Linked DNA regions of Bos taurus: region 2 is linked to region 1. Evidence: chromatin contacts called from public Hi-C data. All regions are on one chromosome and are shown on one strand. Each heading gives the region's core, a stretch centred on a gene start, on an enhancer-like site or on the middle of the called end of the contact. The rest is flanking DNA. Distances are from core to core; before and after follow the strand shown.

Region 1 (3,851 bases), core at 585-3,084:
CTTCAGTTAAAAAATAAATTCATTAAAAAGAAAGAAAGAAAGAAAGAAATCCCATGTCTCAAAAAGAAAGAAAGAAAGAAAGAAATTCCACGTCTTGTTCAGTGAATTTGAGGTAGGAGTTGGCAGGTTCGTTTTTGCCTTGGCTTGCCTGGGAACCAGATGAGTCAAAACACAGTCACAATAGAATAACCAGAACCTTGGGCCTACACCGGGAAGTCTCAAGGATTACTCAGGCCCCAGGGGTCTACACTTGATCTTAACCAAAAGGTGGAGAAGTCAGTCAATCCTAAAGGAAATCAGTCCTGAATATTCATTGGAAGGACTGATGCTGAAGCTGAAGTTCCAGTACTTTGTCCACCTGATGTGAAGAACTGACTCATTGGAAAAGACCCTGATGCTGGGAAAGATTGAAGCCTGGAGAAGGGGATAACAAAGGATGAGATGGTTGGATGGCATCACCAACTTGATGGATATGAGTTTGAGCAAGCTCCGGGAGTCGGTGATGGACAGGAAAGCCTCACCAAGAGTCAGACATGACTCAGCAACTGAACTGAACTGAACAGGTGTCTAAGAAGGCAGTGGCTTAGTTTGGCTGTGCCCCAGGCATAGCTGCTTGTCATTTCATTCCACACCTGCGCCTTCTTGAGGAAGGCTTGCTTGGTGGAGTTATTTATTGCCCTGGAATATTCAACTTGGATGATATTGGAAAGACTCAACGTCTTTCCACTCCATCATTTCTCCTCGGGAGGTCCTATACACTTTCTCCTCCATGGTCAACAAAGGGAATGAAGAAGGAAGAACCACATCCCCGTTGAGGACTACAGGTATATTTTATATCATTAAATAAATCCAAAGGAAAGGATTCCCCTTCTGTCTCTGGGATCCCTCCCCAGCTTCATGGCCTGCAACAACAAGGAGGAGGGGCTCTATGATGTGAGAGATATACTGGGCTGCTGCAAGACACCAAAAATATCAACTTTTCAGTGGAAATTTCATTTCAGTCAGATGAGTGACTGAACCACAGCAGAGGTTGAGAAATTAGTCAGAAGGTTGATACAATAAAATCTTGGAAGCTGAGACCTTTTTTAGAAGCATTTGATTGGTCACCAGGTCACAAGTATTGGGTTGGCTAAAAAGCTCAGATGGATTTTTCCATAACATCTCACAGAAGACCCAAGGTACTTTTTGGCCAACCCAATAGTTAGAGCTTTCCAGGTAAAGAATCTGCTGGTGATGCAGGAGACCTGGGTTCAATCCTTGGGTTGGGAAGATCCCCTGGAGGAGGATATGGCAACCCACTCCAGTATTCTTGCCTGGAGAATCCCATGGACAGAGGAGCCTGTTGGGCTACAGTCCATGGGGTTACAAAGAGTCAACGTGACTGAGCGACTAACACTTTCCAGACCCAACACAGCTGGGGGTGGGGGAGGGGGTCCTGTATACACAAGAGTCCCCTTCACTCCATAGACTGAGGAGGGGAATTTGAAAGCATCTGAGGCAAATCCCCAGGCAAGGAAATCAGACTCCTCTCTCAGACATCAAAAAGTACCCAGCAAAATCAATTCGGTGACCAGGTATCTTGTAATCTAGATCAAAGTGAATAATTGTAATTAAAAATGATAAAATAAAATAACAGTACATGCTATAAACATTTATTTTTTAATTTGTTGCCTTACGATAGTCAACATTTAAGGATGGCCTACTTTGTATAGGTTTATCTTCTAGAGGCTATAGAGCAATTAAAAGACAAATTGCACCCACTCCTAGGCCTGGAGAGCTTTCCCTTAGGCGTGGTAGGAGGTGGAGTAGGGCAAAGAGAAAGATAAGTGACACGTTCCCTGGGCCTGAGTGCTGACCTCTGGCAAGAAGCTGAGCAGACCTGCTGTGTGGAGGTGGGGCTAGGCCAGGCCTGTTCATTGAAGATCAGGCCATTCAACCAGCTGCTGTAGTTCCAGCCCATTTTAAGCTTCAGGAGCAAAACAGATGTGTCCTCCAGACCCAGCGGATTCCCTGGATTGTTTAATATGCCCCAAGTGGAGGGAGGTTCAGGAGAGAGGGGACATACGTGTACCTGTGGCTGATTTATGTTGATGCATCGCAGAGACCAACACAATGTTGTGAAACAATTATCCTCCGATTAAAAAAAAGAAAATAAATATGCCTCAAGTGACCAAGGGTCCCCTCTTGGAGTATGGCCAGGTGGATCTCCAGCTAGCTTTTCCCTTGGGTTTTAATAACAAAAGAACTCATCTTAAAAAAAAAAAAATCTGTTCTCTCATTTTCAAGAATTGAGGCCCTACCCTCCGTTTCAAAGGGATATGAGTAGTAGCCAAAACTAGGAAATGATGAACTGGACATTAAGAGAGAAGTAACATGCTGTATCAAGAGTAAGTCAGGAAGGGATAAATTAGAAATTTGGGATTAACACATATTTACTACTGTGGATGAGACAGAAAACCAACAAAGACATACTGTAGAGTTCAGGAAACTCTGTTCAATATTCTGTGACAACCCATATGGGAAAAGAATCTGAAAAAGAATGAATATATGTATGTATATCACTGAATCGCTGTGCAATACCCCCTGAAACTAACACAGCATTGTAAACCAACTATATTCCAATTAAAAAAAAAAAAGAAACTTGCCTTATCAAACTCCAGAGTACCTAAAACGCTTCCAGACTAATTACAAGTTCAGTCACATTTCTATAAAAGCAATAAAAGCAAACACCAAACAAATCACGAGGTCTAGCTTCAGGGCTTTCATTGGACAACCCATTTTGGTACATTTAATGTATATTTTATATATTGGTTTCAGAATTATCTGAATTAGGAATTAGAAAAAGTTACTTTCAGAAGCCATATGAAGAATGCATGCATGCATGCTCAGTCACTAAGAGTGTCAGACTCTTCTGTGACCCCATGGACTGTAGCCCCCCAGGCTCCTCTCTTCATAGGATTCTTCAGGCAAGAATCCTGGAGTGGGTTGTCATTTCCTTCTCCAGAGGATCTTCCTGACCCAGGGATCAGACATGGGTCTGCTATGTTGGCAGGCAGATTCTTTACCACTGAGTCCCCTGGGAGGCCCATATGAAGAATATCTCTGCTAATTTATATGGAGACCGCTTCCAGGAAGACGAAAGACCCTGCCTCTGTCTTTCCTAGGAACCAGGTGCCTGGGAAACAGGAGTAGGAATATGGAGTTTTCTCCCCTGTACTCACATTTGAACTTTTTGAATGTACTACCTACTCAAAAATAAGTATTTTTTATTACACATGAATAAAGTGCTGTAATATTTATTTTTGTCATGAAGTCACTCCATACCACCACTTTCCCTCTGAAGAAATTCTCTCAAAGCCTGAGGAAAATGATGAATTAAACTTTTCCTGACAGGAAAGGCAGTCTAAAAATTATGCCTGATGGAGAGAAGGAAGAATCCTGGCAACAGACACGGTGCTGACAGCCAAAGAAAAACATGTCTGACAGAATTTGGACTGTTCACCCAAGCTGAGCTAGAACCAGAAAGCTAAACATGTTTAGAATGATATCGTCCATCTTAGCATCAATTTACTCAACCAATCAACGCCTTTTGGAATCAGGGCAACCTAGTCTCCGTCCACATCCACCTACCCATGGAGTTCTATTTTCATTTCTTCCAAACTGATGGATGTAAAAGTTGAGTTCCACTTTTGGTTGGAAGCACAGTGCTGTCAGGCTGAAATTTTCACTGCACTGCAGTTCCCAGTGCCCCGGGGCGAGGGGTGAGCTGTGAATGCCCCTGTCTCAGGAAACTGGAAGATGGAGCAATGCAACAGAAAGGAAAAGAAGGGGATAGTAGCAGAATTGCCCAC
Region 2 (3,629 bases), core at 15-2,514, 70 kb before region 1:
TCCTGAAACAATACTGTCCTCCATCTCTTCTCGTTTCTGTGTACACGACAGGACACTTGGGTATTGATGGGGAAATCTTACAGATAACACCACCACCATATGGACAATGACACAGCTCCTAGTCAGTCCCTTACTTCCATTTAAAACTTTACCCCAACTCTTCAAGGCTCTCTTTGGGTCATAAAGCTGAAGTCCCACAATCTCACGCCTGCTTTCTCTGGCTCCTTCTCCCGCAATTAAACGCGGACCCTCTCCCCTCCCCTCAACTTTTCCCTTGGGATTCCCATCTCTGCCATCAAAACATTTTAACCCCGCTACTATTTCTAAGTGCTGGCTTTCTCAGTGTCCTAGGAACTCTGGATCCAAGAGAAAAAAAAAACAAACATGCTAAGCGTCCCTGCTCTCTCTCCCACCCCAGCCTTACCCACCACCCCTCTACCGGGGACCCAGCAGGTGCCTCGCTAGGGACCGCCGCGCCCCGGCCGAGAGGCGGGGCACACAAAGGACCCGCGAGGCCCTCCCAGCCTCCTCCCGTCCTCCCATTGCAGCTCCATCGGGTCTGCGCTCCCGGACTAGCGGAGGCCCGAGGGAGGCGGGCAGGCGCCGGCTCCGCGGGGACCAGAGATGCTCACCCCGGGCGCCCTCTCCCGACCCCGACCCCGCCCACACCCCAGCCACTAAGGCTACCCACCCCCGCGCCGGGCCTGGACCCTCGCCCGGCGAAAACCGAAAGCGCATCCCCGGCCTCGCGGGCCCAGAGCATCCCGGCCCATGGTCCCGAGCCGCGTGAGGCCCCCCGCGCGCGGCCAACCGCTCCCCACGCCCGAGGAAGGGCCGGCCGCCCGCCCGGCCGCCCCGCACTCACAGACTGCCGGAGCAGGAGGTACAGACGAAGGAGCCGACCGTCATGTTCACGTAGGTGGGGCCGCGCTGGTCGCAGTCGAAGCACTTTCGGTTGTGCGGGAGGCCGGTCATGTCCCGCAGCATCTTCAAGTGCTTCTCCTCCTGCTTCCGCTTCGCGCTGGCCGCCATGGCCGCGGCGCCGAGCGAGGAGGCCGGCAGGGCCGGGAGCCGGGCGGCGCTGCGCCGGGGACCCTGCGGTCCCACCGGCCGCCCTGGCCGCGGCCGCCGCCCTCCGTCAGCGCGCGCCGCCTGCGCCGGACCCGGGCCGCTGCGGCTCGACTCGACCGGGCTGAGCGCGAGGCGGACACGCTGCGGAGCGAGGGCTGACGGGCCACGCGAACCGGCCCGACGGTCGTGGGACAACCGCCGCCGCCGCCTTCCCGACTTCTCCTGAGGGGAAAAGACGAGGAAGCGGGGACGGCAAGAAGAGGCCCGCCCCGGGCGGCCGGAGGCCAAGTGTCGGCTCGCGCCCTCTGCTGGCCGGGAGGAGTTACTGCGGCCGCACTTGCAGGCAAAGCGCATTAGTTGGGTTGCCTTCCTCCCCCTGCCTGAAGGGGTTCAAGGGCTGCCCAATGCTTTGGGGATAATTCAGAGTTCATCACCCTGTGTCCTAAACAGCTCTCCATCCGTCTAGCCCAGGTTGCCTCTCTCACTTCATCCTAATCTACTCAGCCACATGGGATTTCCATTTGGATCCAGAACACAGTAAGCTCCCTCTTGAGTCAGGAACCCTTGCCGGGGCTGTACACTCTATAGCAGGGTTTCTCCGCTATGCCTCTGTTGGCATTTTGGACTAGATGATTTCTTGGTGTGGAGGCTGCCCTGTGCCGTGTAGGATATTGAACATCATCTCTGGCCTTGACCCACTAGATGCCAGAATGACCTCCCCACCCCATGCCGTGTTGCTGTGGCAACCGAAAATTCCCTGAGGTTGCTAAATGTGGAGTCATGGTAGAGGGAGGTGAAATCCACCTGGCTGAGAACCACTGCTACATGTGGGAGGCTGTTATCCATGCGCCCACTGCAGGCAACTTCTGTAAGCCCAATCAACCTACTTAATATTGCAGCCCGGAGGATCTGCAACATTTCCACGTGAAAATTTCCACGTTCAGGAAAATCACCCGCAGTGAAATGGCTGTGCTGTGTTTTCTTCATAGTTCTGGCTATTTAAAATCCTGTTCCTGCTACTCTAGAAGAGATTAAGGGAGAGCAAGCCCTGCTCACTCCCTTAATCTTATCAGAGACCCCCACCTTTGACCCACTGTTATAAAGTAAATAAAATCCTACTCCTTCTTTAGTGTTTACTGTGTTTTCCCTGGGATCTCCCTTTAAGGCTCCAAATAACCTAGACCCCACTGTTTTCTTCTCTGCTCCACCCCCTACCCCTCCCAGAGCTGCAGGCTGGGTGCTTAGTATTTATGGAATGAGTGCATTATGTATCTCACTTAATCTTCACAAGATCCCTTATGGTTCTTACAATCGGGAAGCCAACACTCTAGAGGATTAAGTAAATTTACCCTTGGATATACATGGGTTGGCCCAGACAGTCAGACTGCAGAACTCAAATCTTTTAATCACTCCAGGAATCCACAGCCAGCAGGATGTTAAAAATCATTCTTGTCCCTCGTTTCCCCAGGGAGTATCCAGGGAGACCCAGAGAGTCCAGAGTCCCTCATCCGGTGAATAGGAAAGTAAGATTAGAATCCAGGTTTCCTATTGCCAAGGCTAGCCTCCAGATCTCCAGTGAAAGTGACTGGACAAGTCGACCAAATGAGACTTCATATTACTAGTAATAATAATGTGTTTAATAGTAAAAGAAAAGGATTGACAGATTTTGGATTGGCCAATGAATTTTTAACTTAGGCTCGACTTGTGACTCAGACAGTGAAGAATCCACCTGCAGTGCAGGAGACCCAGGTTCCATCCATGGGTTGGGAAGCTCCCCTGGAGATGGGAATGGTTACCCACTCGAGTATTCTTGCCTGGAGAATTCCATGGACAGAGGAGCCTGGTGGACTACAGTCCATGGGCTTGAAAAAAGCGGGACACAACTGAGGGAGTAACACTTTTACAATGCCAGCAGCACATGTAAAAAATTAATAATTCCTTAAAATCTTCATATATCCCATCAGAGTTCAAAGTTCCAATTATCAATGTTTAAAAAAAAATTTTTACAGTTTATTTGAATCCCCACCTCGCAATTGAGTAATGTGTCTCATATTGTAAAATCTCTTTTAGTCTATGGTTACCCCTACATCTCCTTTTTTTTTTTTTTAAATTTTATGTTATTTTATTGGCTGCACCATGCAGAATCCTACTTTCCTGACCTTTGATTGGACCCTTGACCCCTGCAGTGAAGGCTTAGAGTCTTAACCACTGGACCACAAGAAGTCCCCACTATCTCCTTTTTTCCTTTCAATTAATGGTCATGTCATTTACCATTGTCTATGTCATTTAACATTTTTCTCTATCCTCTGTTTCCTAAGAAATGCATTCTTGGGTCTAATTCACTTGTATCCAGTTCAGTTGTTTTTTTTTTTAATTTTGGCCAAATTTTATCTTTGTGTTCTTCCATCAGGAGGTACATAATGGGCGGAGGAGGAGGAGGGGAATATCTTTCTGTCTTTTTTGACATTGATAGCCCTTGATGATTAGTGTCTAGATTTATTAATCCGTTACAGTTTACAAAATGGTAACAGTCTAACTCTGTTGTTCCTTCTTCACGT

Evidence for each region. Hi-C and Micro-C count contacts between places; a contact is called where the count stands out from the background.
Region 2: a Hi-C map of blastocyst shows a contact between it and region 1, with 2.3 times the contacts expected there. The contact joins the promoter of AGFG1 here to the enhancer-like site in region 1. A contact is called at or near these places in 2 of 11 Hi-C or Micro-C datasets (blastocyst and liver).

Annotation. Positions count from the first base shown.
Region 1 is chr2:115,557,809-115,561,659 of ARS-UCD2.0, reverse strand. No RefSeq gene overlaps it. Among named protein-coding and RNA genes, the nearest start is that of TM4SF20, 29 kb to the right of the region's middle. Within about 2 kb of position 1,834, at least 11 of the 102 cell types and tissues checked have an H3K27ac peak or open chromatin away from gene starts, as enhancers often do. A contact at or near this core is called in blastocyst and liver, where this site is marked.
Region 2 is chr2:115,627,745-115,631,373 of ARS-UCD2.0, reverse strand. It overlaps AGFG1 (ArfGAP with FG repeats 1), which reads right to left and starts at 1,264. Exons shown (of 13, transcript NM_001038171.2): 1 at 866-1,264. The coding sequence starts at 1,032.